Regions from separate parts of the Arachis hypogaea genome. Here region 1 is linked to region 2. Evidence: chromatin contacts called from public Hi-C data. All regions are on one chromosome and are shown on one strand. The core of a region is the stretch at or near the end of the contact, and the rest is flanking DNA. Distances in the headings are between cores, read along the strand shown.

Evidence for each region. A called contact is a pair of places that touch in the nucleus more often than the background predicts.
Region 1: a contact with region 2 is called in a Hi-C map of leaf, with 4 times the contacts expected there. The contact joins the promoter of LOC112743004 here to the enhancer-like site in region 2. A contact is called at or near these places in 3 of 8 Hi-C or Micro-C datasets (leaf and an unstated tissue).

Annotation. Positions count from the first base shown.
Region 1 is chr14:118,482,242-118,484,941 of arahy.Tifrunner.gnm2.J5K5, reverse strand. It overlaps LOC112743004, which reads left to right and starts at 1,374. Exons shown (of 1, transcript XM_025792239.1): 1 at 1,374-1,922. The coding sequence starts at 1,374. The coding sequence ends at 1,922.
Region 2 is chr14:118,429,026-118,431,725 of arahy.Tifrunner.gnm2.J5K5, reverse strand. No RefSeq gene overlaps it. Among protein-coding and RNA genes, the nearest start is that of LOC112743004, 53 kb to the left of the region's middle. Within about 2 kb of position 1,370, at least 1 of the 3 cell types and tissues checked has open chromatin away from gene starts, as enhancers often do.

The DNA.
Region 1 (2,700 bases), core at 125-2,624, 53 kb before region 2:
ATTTTTATATAAAAATTTATTTCAATACATATTTTTTTTCTCAAAAATATTTTGTTTGTCACTGAAAACTTATGATAATTATGTTATCAGTGATTCAGATTATTATTTTAGTCAGGTTTAACAAAATTATCAACACAATACACGGGCCAAATAACCAATGGTCGTTTGAATTGAAATCTTATGCATCACAGTTGATTTCAATGGAAGATGCCATTGAAAATCAAAGAAAATTAATGGAAATAGGTGTTTTTCACTTTCTGATTCAAATATCAACCTCGTTATGTGTGCTTAAAACTTCTATATCAATGTTGATGTCAATTGAAGATGAAATTAAAAATCAAAGAGGAATTTTGTACAAAAAATGCCTGAATATTAGGAATACGAGGGAGAAAGAGTCAGATGAGATTGAGAACAAGATAAAACTCGTGAGAGAGTAAAAAAGATGAAAGAAAAAAGAGAAAATAAGGATGCGTTTGGTTTATAAATACATGATATTGAGATATGAATATAAAAATATAAAATTATTTTTATTAAATGATATATAAATAAAAATATTGTATTATGAAACATTAAATCATTATATTTTGTATTCTTTTCATAATTACGTTACTTATTATTTGATTTTTATCCCTATAACATGATAACGACTCATTATATTTTGGTGAAATAATCAAAACTTTGTCTATATATAACAACTAGATACTCTTTTCACATTCACTAATAATTCAGTAATCACATACACTAAAAAAGGTGACTAACCCAAATTAAGTCTATATATTAAAAAAAGTAATTATTATAAAGAAGAGAGGTGGTTGTGCATTGAAGAAGTGTTAATAAAAAATAACTTTTAGTGTGTTTATTGTTTGGTGTACGGGACACATGGGAGAGAGAAAAAACGGAAGGTGTGGGAGGAATTGAACTATATTGCAGAATTGTGCCAGGTTCTTTTCTGTTTGTTGGGAGACTTCAATGAGATTTTACAAGTTGAGGATCGCAAAGGGGTGATGAGTTTGCCGGTATCAGCGAATGAGTTTAAGAGTTGGGTTCAAGAAATGCAGTTGGTGGATCTACTCCTTATTGATAGGAAGTTCACATGGTTCAGGGGTCAATCTTGTAGCAGAATTGATAGGGTGCTGGTTAATATTGAATAGGTGGAGGAGTTTTCTGACATTAGACTGAAAGGTGGTCCAAGAGGCTTATCAGATCATTGCCCGTTGATTGTGGAGGATATAAGAGTAAGAGGGGGCCCTCGACTGTTCAGGAGCTTAGATTCCTGATTTACCCATGAAAGTTTTCTAAGGAGGGTAAAAAATGAATGGCAAAACTTGAGAGGTGCTCCGTTTCTTGGTAAACTGAAGGCCTTGACGATACCTATGAGGCAATGGCACAAGGATAATTTTAGTGATATGAAAAACAGACTGATGAAGTTTGAGGATGAGATCAGGAAGCTGGACGATCAGGTTAGTGATGGGATCTATGAGAGTACAACGGAGGCTAGATGGAAGGCGTTGGTGAGATTTTGTAAAAAGTGGTACATTAGGAAGGAAATCAATTGGAAGCAGATGTCTCGGTCCAAACATGCTAAGGACATGGACAGGAATACTCGATATTTTCATAACATTGCCTTGGCTAGAAGGCGGAATAACAGGATTGATGCTCTGATGATTCACGGAAGGCTTGTGAGGAATCATGCAAGAATAAAGCATGCAATCAGGGGATTCTACAAGGAGTTGTATCGCCAGGAGTATGCTCCAAGAATCGGTGTTCGGGATGGGTTGTTGAAGCAAATTGATAGAGCTGAGGCAGAAGCTTTGGAGGTTCTACCGTCTGCGGAGAAAATCAGGGAGGCAGTATGGGATTGTGAATCTTCTAAGGCCCCAGGTAGTGATGGGTACAATATGAATTTCATCAAGAAATGCTAGGAAGAGATTGGTCAGGAGTTCACTGAGGCGGTGATGGAATTCTTCCAAAGGGCAAAGTTACCTTCAGATCTGAATATAACATGGGTGATGCTAGCCCCAAAATTTGTGGGGGCTAAGGAGATCAAGGATTTTCGGCCGATTAGTTTAGTGGGATGTGTGTATAAGGTGGTCTCGAAGGTGCTGGTGAGAAGAATGAGATCGATTATGCCGGGCTTGGTGGGAGAGACTCAGACTGCATTTGTAAAAGGCAGAAAAATTCATGACGGTGCTCTCATCGCCTGTGAGACGGTCTATTGGCTGAAGGCGCGGAGAAAGAAAGCGGCAATCATTAAGCTGGATTTTCATAAAGCTTATGATAGAGGCATATAGAGTTTTGTGGATATAGTGTTACAGAAAATGGGATTTGGACAGCGTTGGAGGAATTGGGTGAAGGAGTGTGTTAGTACGGCCATTATGCCTGTCCTGGTAAATGGGTCACCATCCAAGCCGTTTAACATGGAGAGAGGCCTCAGACAATGGGATCCTCTTTCTCCATTTCTGTTTGTACTAGTGGTCGATGTATTGCATCGGATGCTGGGAGAAGCTGTCAGGAACGGGCGCATTGATCCGCTACTGGTCGGAGGAGAGCATATCAAATTGTCGCACTTACAATTTGCAGATGATATGATATTATTTTGTCCCCCTGTAATAGAGACAATCGTGAATTATAAGAGACTGTTGCGGTGTTTTGAGTTGATGTCAGGACTGAGCATCAATTTTGATAAGTCAAATCTGATAT
Region 2 (2,700 bases), core at 121-2,620:
TGCTAATAATATGTAAATATTATTCTAAATACACTTTAAATTTAATTTAAAATCACAAATAATTTTATTGTAAATATCTATTTTTATATATTATAATCTACTATAAAAATATCTATTTCTATAACCATTAATAATTATTTTACATAACACTAATCTAATTATTCACAAAATAGCAATCTAACTATTCACATGATACTAATCTAATTAGTTCTAATATTTATTTTTATTACAAGCAATCAATAAACTAATCTAATTATTCAATTAATAATATTATTATAATATTATATAAACTGAATAAATAAATAAACATAACATAAATACTAAATAAAACTAAGAACAAAGATAAAAACACTTAGCTTTTGATGGAATTGGAAGAGTTGAGAGATGGAGAGTGGCGAGACGTTGAATTGAGAGAGAAGTTTGAGAGCGAATAGTGAAAGTGAAATAAAAAAAAATGTTATTTATATAGTAAAATTAGTCATTAAAATTAATTACTAATGTATTTGTATATAAATATATGTGTAATTTAATTTATTTTTAATGTATATTTATATTTCAACATATATTTTATACTGATAATTAATTTTAATAGCTGATTTTAGTATATACGATTATACGTAACATAACCCAATAAAAAAGGTGAAGCCTTTTATAATTGGGCGAACCTCCTCATAGTTTAACACGTATCACTAAACAAATTGTATGTACATATCTAATTTATCGCGTAATTTGACGAACAGTAACGAATTCTAAAAAAATGAATATTCATATTTAAAATAAGAATCATTTTTTTGAGAAATATTTTTTTTAATTTATTCTAAAATATCCCTTTATTGGAATTGGAAATTGAAAATCAAGACATTTGCGAATGATCAAAATGTCCATGGAAAATTTTGTAAGTTTTTTTTTTTTTAAATGTACTTAAAATTGAACTAATTTGATCATGTGATCTTGTCCAAAGATGTTATGTGACAAGTGTCTATGCCATTTGTTAGTTGGTACTTGGTCCCTAGACCTTAGTTTGAATTAAAGTATGTAACAATAATGGCTGACATAGTTAATTTTGAGCTTGATTTAACTTGACATATATAATTAAATATGATATTTAAAATAAAAATGAAAATCCTGAAAACAACATTTGTAATTTGTGTGATTTATTTTTCAATAAATACTCAATTTTTATGTAGGATGCATTACCTCGTGATTATAGGATGAGATATGTTTCACAATTGCACACAATAACATGCCATGTTGCATTGTACTATGACCTTCTTTTTTTATTTTTGGGCCTTAGTCGTGTGCACCCATTTGAGGTTTAAGAACTTGATGGACAAAGATGGGCCTCAACTACGGACTTTGATTTTTAGTCATGACTTTCATACTCTAATTTTATGTTTTGGTATTGGCTTTCATACTCTAGGAAACTACTCACTTTTGATGATGACAAAATAAAAAAAAAAATTGAAACCAAAAAATATGTTTAAAAAAAAAAATCGAAAGCGCTAAAAATGGGAAGCGAAACAAAATAATTGGTTTTATGAAATAAAAAAAACGATTCTTAGAGCAAAACAAAATTATTGGATTCCCAACCAATTTAAACTCGCTGAATAATCAGCTTACTCAGTTACTCGTCAAGAATTTTGGGTTTCAAGATATAATTTTTTGAGAAATAGCATTATCAAAATGAAAGTGACATTAACATTTTTCTAATTTTTTTATTGAAAAAAAGAATTATATATTGTTCAGGTTTTGGTATAATTTATTCGCCGCGTAAATAATCACATTCAGATCCAAAACTTGAAATATTGTATATATATGTGTACAGTGTAAGTGATTTTGTAATGTTATAATGTATAAGATTAAAGGTGGTCTAATAATCCATCTGAAAAAAAAAATTACATATATATGGGCATTGATATAAAGAGAGGAAGATTCTCATTTGAAGAAGAAGAAGAAATGATCATCCAGTTACAGTGTGTTTTGGGAAACAAGTAAGATTAAATCAAACCTAGCGTGACCTAAATGTTCTTTATTTATTTTTTGAAAAAATTTCACTTTCTTTTTTTAAGAGATGTTAAAATGATACTCTCCGAATATACATTTTTTTTATAACTTTTAAAAAATTTATTTTTTAATTTATTTTAAATTTTTTGTATTAACTAATGTTAACTTTATCTATTTTAAAAAAAATTATTTTTTACAAAAATATCTTTTAGCAAAAAATTTTTTATCATTAAATTTTGCTTACCAAAATACTCTTTAATAAATTATTTTTTATTGATTAAATTGTATTTTTATTAAACTATTTTTTTAAAAATAATAATTAAATTATTTTTCTAAGATGTCCTTCAATAATTTTTAATTATTAAATTGTGATTTTACCAAAATTTTCGTTAACAATTATAGATATATTTTACTATTAATTTTTCGATATCAATATATATTATTTTAACATTAAATAAAAAAAATCTTAGTAAGATTATTTTTTGATATCAATATATATTAATTATTATACATATTAACAGTGGTAAGATTTTTTTTATTTAATGTTAAAATAATATATATTGATATCGAAAAATTAATAATAAAATAAAAAAATAATTGTTAACAAAAATTTTGATAAAATCACAATTTAATAATTAAAATATTATTGAAGGGTATCTTAGAAAAAATAATTTAATTATTAAATTTTTTTAAAAA